2 separate regions of the Mus musculus genome follow, and region 2 is linked to region 1. A link is a contact called in public Hi-C data. All regions are on one chromosome and are shown on one strand. The core of a region is the stretch at or near the end of the contact, and the rest is flanking DNA. Distances in the headings are between cores, read along the strand shown. Region 1 holds the start of Coq10b (coenzyme Q10B). Region 2 holds the start of Clk1 (CDC-like kinase 1).

Region 1 (3,770 bases), core at 746-3,245:
GGTGGATCTCTGCCTGTTCCAGGCCAGTCAGGGCTACACCATGGGACTCTTGTCTCTTAAAAAAAAAAAAAAAATGTTGCTCACAGGCAGAACATTTGCCTACCATGCATAAGGCCCTGAATTCCTGCCAGAAGAAAGACACACAAAAATTACTAAGATGCCTGTTCCTAAAGAGAAGAACTTAGAGTCAAGTTGAGTGGGAAATTTATATACAATACCAGGTTTTGTAACAAATTCATACATTGGTTTCTTAAGCCCCACAAGATACCCTTACCTAATCCTGATCATACTCCTAAGAAAACCACATATGCTTAAAACAAATTAACAGGTTTCCTGATCAGTATGCCTATTTGGTTATACTGCTCTGGGCAATACATCTATTTCACACACTATTAAGCGTTAGGGGTTGAGAGCTCAATGATAGAGCTGGTTGACATGTTCATGGCCCTGGGTTAGATCCAGCACCTCTCCCTTCAACTGCCCCATACAACTAGCTACATACACAGTCAAGCTAACAAGTGAGTACTGTAACATATTGAAAACAGACTTTGTAATCACTAATATTCCAAAACTACTCTCTCAAATAACATATTACATTAAAGGCCAGAACACAAGATAATGTAATACTTTTATGCATTTATATACCATTTTTGTTGCCTTTTTTTTTTTTAGATCCAGTCACTTGGTATTTCCCAGGCTGAGGCTGGTATGGACTTTCTGAGCATGAGCCTCGGACCATAAGCAGCAAAGCAACATTTAATCAGTAATATAAGCAGTATGTCCTGCTTGAAAAGCTATCTTTTGAGGATAAACTACCCGATTTCACAGTTTCAACATGTTTGTGTAAGATTTGGAGATGAAGCATGGCTGCTAGTTTCTGTTTGTTTTTGAGACAAATCTTACCTTGTAGCTCTGGCTGATATGCAACTAGCTACACAGACCAGGCTGGCCTCCAAAGCACCAGACCTGGCCTCTTGGCTGACATTTTAAAGTCTTCATTCAACCAAAATGTTCTGAAACCCAGGCAAGAGTTGGACTTTCTCCTCTGTAATGTATACATATTGATTCATCTCAAATACCAATTTTCTTTTCTTTTGGTCCTGAGACAGGGGCTCACTTTGTAGTTCGGGTTGGCCTTGAACCCACCGCGATACTTACTTGACTTTATTGCTAAAATTACAGGTGTGAGCCGCCACTCTGAGTTAATTTTAATTTTTGAGAATACTTTATTACAGTCTTATTTGTAATAGAAAACTGCATTGTAGACTTATAGTGTCCTTCAGGTCTCTAGGTTCATCTCCACCTAAAGGACCAAGCAGGAAAACCGAGGACAGAGCCATCTTCAAGGTTACAGGACCTCAAAGTTACAGTGTAGTGAAAAAAACAACAGGTCCTCTTTGTTGGCTGTGTTTCATTTTGCAAGCGCTGAGTGGCCGGGGTCAAAGAACTCCACAGCAAGTGAGAGAGCGTCTGACAAGCGGTTCACCGCCAGGACACGCACTCCCACGGCCCGGGAGCCGGCGCTCTCGGGCGCAGTTAAACTTTCCCGACGGCCGCCGCCCACCTCTTGGAGACCGGAAGGGCGGGAGCCGGAGACCCGGCTGCTTGTCCGTCCTCCCACGGCCGTCTCGTCGCTGACTCACCCCGATAATATGAGGTGCACGCAGACCAGCCGGCCGAGCGCCGCGCCCCGGGTCTCCGGAGCCGACTAGGGTCAGCGCCCCGGCCACAGGCCCGTCCCGAACCCGCCGCCCGGAAAACCTCCGCTCGCTACCTGACGTCGCGCGCAGACCCCCGCGCCGGGGCTTCCGTCACGGTGGTCGACTTCGGATGGCACCCCGATGCCACCCTCGCCAGGGCCCTCTGACTGGTCCGAGCTGCCATGATCATCTTTGTGAAGCCGGTAGCCAACGCGGGCACCCGGAACGAGGCGCCGCCCTCAGGCCGGCCTGGAGGGACGGCTCCTGCGCCTCTCAGCCAATCCGGGAGCCCTCTGAGCAGCTGGACACGCCTCTTCCCACTAAGTCCCTCCCAACCCCATGACGCCACGCTGACGCTAGGCTGACGCACGTGTCCAGTGCCGCCTCGGGACAGCCAATCGGGGCGCGGATCTCCGGGACACGCTCTGCTCCTGCCAGGAGTCTGCCACTTATGTAATCTTCGTGACGAACTCCTGGGTTCACCTACGGTCCGGGTTTTTTCCTGGAGCTATTTGGGGTCGAGTCTCGAGGCTCGGCTCGTGAGGGCCGCCCTGCCGGGGGAGGAAAGCCCAGGAGCTGGCTAATTATGTAACTGCCTCCCACACCCACCCCACCCAGCGCTGGCCCAGCGTGTTTTCGCTCCTGCTGCCGAGCCTGGCAGATTTTACTGTGTATTGACGATCTCAAACGGTACCTGCTGTGCTGACCCTGAGGTGTTGTTCAGAGAGCAACTTCGGGTCATACCGCCCCGAACAGGCCCAGTGACCTGTCAGTTCTAGCTGCCTTCTTCATACGTGGCCAAGATATGGTGTAGTGTTGCCTTTATGATCCAGGTTTTTCTCATTCTATACAAAGCAACAATTTTGCTTGCCACATTCAGGGATTGGATGAGGTCCTGACTTACATATAAGGGAGGGGCACACGTAACAAACGCATATGTGAAGGTCAGAGTCTTCCCATGTGGGTCTAAGGAATAAGAACTCACTTAACAGGCTTGCATAGCGATTGTTTTTTTTTAAATGATTAGCCATCTCACTGACTCTAATACAGTTTTTTAAAAAATAGAATTATATTTTATTACTATATGAATGTACGTGTGTGATGTGTGTTTGGCTTATGAAAGTCAGACGGCACATTTGTGAAGTCACCTCTTCACCTTCCATCTTTATGTGGGTTCCTGGAGATTCAATTTGAGTCATCAGACTTGCACAGCAAGTTCTACCCAGTAGGCCATCCTGCCTGCTGCATTTGGTTAGCAGAGCTTGAGGAATAAATGAGATTGTTGGTTAAACATAGGCAATAATATATTTTGAAAGACTTACTAGATGTTGGAGGTGTGAATGAGTCTGTCTCCTCACATAGCTCATATTCCAAAAGGGAAGATAGAACTAATGTGTACTGCATTATCGGGTAATTATGTGACTTGTATGTGGTGGTTTGAATATGCTTAGCCCATGGGAAGTGGTACTATTAGGAAGTGTAGCATTGTTGGAGTAGGTTTGGGCTTGTTGGAGGAGGTGAGTCACTGTAGGAGTGAGCTTTGAGGTCCAAAGCTTAAGCTTTGGCCAGAGCAGAAGAGACCCTCCTCCTGGCTGCCTGGAAAAGGGCATCTCTTCCCACCTGCTTCTGAGTCAAGATGTAGAACTCTTGGCTTCTCCAGGACATGTTTGACTGTACACTGTCATGCTTCGTGCCGTGATAATGGACAGAACCTCTGAAATCAGCCTCAATTAAATGTTGTCCTTTATAAAAAGTTGCTTTGGTCATGGTGTCTCTTCATACCAATAGAAACCCTAAGATGTGGAGAAAAAAAAAAAAAGAGTAGAGCACAGTGTGCTGTGCCTGTAATCCTGGCACTAGAGATACTGAAAGAAAAACTACCCAGGCTAGATTGAACTGCACAGGGAGATGCTTAAAAACATTGAAAATGAAATGATGATGTAGCTGGAGAGATAGTTCAACAACTAAGAGCTGCTATTGCAGGGGAGACCAGTTCCATTGCCAGAATTGATGTTAGGCAGCTCACAACATCAGTAACAGTTCGAGGATATCTGTTAACCTCTCCTGTTC
Region 2 (3,770 bases), core at 885-3,384, 3.4 Mb before region 1:
ATTTGTTCTTGCAGAGGATCTAGGTTCCATGAGGCTCATATCCATCTGTAAATCCAGTTCCAAGGGATCTGACCCTCCTTTCTGGCCTCCTTAGGCAACAAGCATCCATTGGCGTGCATATATATATGTTGAGGTCTGGCCCCTGCATAGCTGTAGTCATTTTGTTCCATGCCCTCCAGCTATTTCATACTGTTGCTGTAATGTGCCTGCCAGTTGTTGACACAGAGAATAACTTGACTCAGAGCAGGGTCATGCTGATCACATATCCTGTTATGTTCTGTATGAGGTTTGTTAATGTTAAGAAATTCCACAAAGCTTTATGTAGGACCCATCAAGTTAAAAGTCAATATGAGATGTTACATCTAAAATGGCTGGAGTCAGAGCTAACTACCGGGCAGCACTTCCTGCACCTGGGTATGAATTCACAGCACTTTGTGTGTGTGTGTGTGTGTGTGTGTGTGTGTGTGTGTGTTTTAATAAGCTGTCCCTGAGAAATGTTTGTAGTCATGGCTCAGCCCTCGAATTCTGAGCTGCAGCCCTGATCGATCAGTCTTAGGGCATATGTTCAATAAACTATCCCTGTCTGACTGAGATCAGTGTTTGTGTGGTTTGTGAGCCAACTCCTGGACCCCAACATATACATGTAGGCAAAATATTCATACATGTACATTTAAAATTTTTTAAATTTTTAAAAAATTTTTTAATTTCTTTAAAAAATACTTTATTTGTGTGTGTGTGTGTGTAGGAATTGATTCTCTCTTTCCAGTATGTGTTTCCTGGAGATTGAACTCAGGTAGGCTTGGTGGCATTGTGTCTTTACCTGTTAAGCCAACGCCAGCACCCTCCTCTTCCCCTGTTTTTAGTTCTGGCTAGAATTTGCGATATAGACCACACTGAACTTGTACTCAGAGATAACCCTTGTCTCTGCCTCCTTAGTGCTGGGATATGCCACCATGCCCAGGTCTAGATTAACTCTTAAAGGTGAAAGCAAAGGAGTTGCAAAACTGATACCTACGCACCCCCCTTTTTCTCCTCCCCCTAATATCTACCTTTTTAGAGTTACCAGCGAAATAGGAGTTAAGCCGCCTGAGGCCACACTAACTGGGTTCCTGAGTGGGAGGCCGGAGCTGTATGGAAGGAAATGGCGAGAGAAATAATGGAGGCCAAGACACATTTCTGTTCAAGGCCCCCAAGTTTACTAAGAGTCTGTGCTTAAGCCTGGCGTGGGGCGCACGCCTTTAATCCCAGCACTCGGGAAGCAGAGGCAGGCGGATTTCTGAGTTTGAGGCCAGCCTGGTCTACAAAGTGAGTTCCAGGACAGCCAGAGCTACACAGAGAAACCCTGTCTCAAAACCATAACCCCCCGCCCCCCAAGCCATTCTTGATGCCTGTTGCCAGCCTGTAGGTGATCTGCTGGATGAAGTCTCTGGAATATCTAAAGGGCCTCTCAGCAGGTAGCAGTGGCAGGTGACGGAACAATAGAGCCATCTAAGTTGGAAGGTTCCACCCCAGGTAGTCTCATTCTCAGTGGCAACAAGGTCAAAGCCAGCCTACTCAAGGCTGGGGGAAGCTACTATGGGGGGGGGGGGGGCATCCTCAAAGTCTTCAAGACTACTTACTAATCTGTCTATTTACACTATTCCGCTCCTGTTCCACCATTTCTAACTTTTTGTTTTGTTTGGTTTGGTTTGGTTTTCGAGACAGGGTTTCTCTGTATATATAGCCCTGGCTGTCCTGGAACTCACTTTGTAGACCAGGCTGGCCTCGAACTCAGAAATCCGCCTGTCTCTGCCTCCCAAGTGCTGGGATTAAAGGCGTGTGCCACCATGCTCATTTCTAACATTTTTGGCGTCAGTGCATGTCATACCCAACCACTAAAAACTAGTTTAAGACAGGTCAACATAACTGTAGTCACTGAGTTACTAACCAGAGATACTTTGTTGGTGTAGTTTAAAAGGTTGCAGTCAGGAGGGAAGAGAAAAAGGAGAGAGGGAGAGCGAGCGTGGATTATACTATTACTGTAACCTGTAGTGTCTAAGTATCCTCAAGAAGCCACAGCAAGGACAGTCAGGACCAAGTCCTTCCATCCCTCGCCCATTTGGGCAGCGGGCCCGCGCCTGCGCACTCAGGACCGGTATAGGCCCCGCCCATCTACGTCACCAGTTTTTCCGAGAAGAAGCTCGCACTGCGTCTGTCCGCACCATTTTGTGTTGGGAGATCGTCGTAATCGTTTGCAGACTTCTCGCCGTCGCCTTGTAAGCTTTGTCTTCGCCTTGCAAGCTTTGTCTTCAGGGTTGGAAAGGTAAGACGCGGTGTCTGTCAGGGCCTTTCCTTGTATCTTCCCGCCGCCTCCAAGGACCCCGCTGCGGCTCTTCACGGCGGAGCCACGCGAAGGGGCTCTGTGCCCCGGCTGCGGAGCTCTGGCCGCTGGCTTCTGCGTAGGCGGGGACGATGCCCGCAGGCTCCGCGTCCCGAGGAGGGCCGGCCGACTGCAAGAGCCCGAGCTGCCGCGGCGGGACCTAAGATGGCGGTAGGGGGAAGGCCGCGCTCGTCCTTCGCCATGGCGGCGCCAGGGCGCGGCCTTCGCTTGGACTCGGTCGGTCCTGGTTTTGCTCTCGGCGGTGGCACGGCGCAGGTTTTGGTGCTGTTTTTCTTTATATTTGAAGCGAAAGGTCTTGGTAACCAGGCCGGCCCCACACGCTGCGGTCGCTGATCTTGTTAGAGATGGGCGCTGCGGGGACAGCGTCACAGCAGGCTGTCACCTCAGTTCTGTGTAGTTTCCGCCTTCGACGAAGAAAAGAATTTCAGAGGCGGTCGATAGATAGCGAAGTCGAGCATAATGAAAACGAGGCACACCGGGACAGCGCTTGTGAGAGCGAGGAACAAGTGATTTTTAAGAAGGTTTAGGATTTACTTAGGTTTTGTAACATTAAAACTCAAGACGGCCGGGCTGTACTGCCTGTCGCTCGCCTTTTAATCCCCTTTGAGCCTGTCTCAAAAAAAAAAAAGTTATAGAAAATTTCCTTTGTAAACAAAGTTGTAACGGGGGAGTTGTTTACCTTTAGGAAACAGGAGGGGAACACCCTAAGATTGTACGTCACTTCCGCTCTGAACAGCTTTATTTTCAACATCATGGCCTGTCCTGTACAGTTAAGTAGAGTGGCTTTATTGGTGGAGCCCGAATTTTGTTGACTCGGCATAAAAGGCGCGCCTGTTACCTTCTCAGGCTTTCCTCCCATATTTTCATAATTTTCCCAGTCTCCCTCTGCTAGCAGTAAGAGTGTCAGCGGGGACCGTGGGCATTTACTTGACGGTGAATTGGGAATTGAGGTCATCTGCTGAGCAGCTTTTTTTTTTTTTTTTTTTTTTTTTTAATAGCTGTAAACAAACACTTCATAACATCCAAACTGGTATTTTACCAAAAACAAACAAAACACTTTGGGGGCGGGGGCTGTTCCAGACAGGGTTTCTCTGTATAGCTCTGGCTGTCCTGGAACTCATTTTATAGACCAGGCTGGCCTCTTACTCAGAAGTCCGCCTGCCTCTGCCTCCCGAGTGCTGAGATTAAAGGTGTGCACCACCACGCCCAGTTAAAAAAAAACTTCTTAATTAGGGTCACTTGTGGTTACGTTGGTCGGAGACTTGGTTTGGGTAGAAATTGAACCTTGTGAACCTGTAAGTTGAACTTCTGAAAGAGCTGTCATACATTTTTCTTAAGTTTTAACCTTTTTCACTTAAGGTTTTAAACCTTTTTCACTTAATATGAATTT

What was found. Hi-C and Micro-C count contacts between places; a contact is called where the count stands out from the background.
Region 2: a contact with region 1 is called in a Hi-C map of uterus, with 8 times the contacts expected there. The contact joins the promoter of Clk1 here to the promoter of Coq10b in region 1. A contact is called at or near these places in 1 of 39 promoter capture datasets (cranial neural crest) and 1 of 484 Hi-C or Micro-C datasets (uterus).

Annotation. Positions count from the first base shown.
Region 1 is chr1:55,050,995-55,054,764 of GRCm38.p6, reverse strand. Coq10b (coenzyme Q10B) reads right to left here and starts at 1,995. Exons shown (of 5, transcript NM_001039710.1): 1 at 1,775-1,995. The coding sequence starts at 1,890.
Region 2 is chr1:58,422,452-58,426,221 of GRCm38.p6, reverse strand. Clk1 (CDC-like kinase 1) reads left to right here and starts at 2,134. Exons shown (of 13, transcript NM_001042634.2): 1 at 2,134-2,302.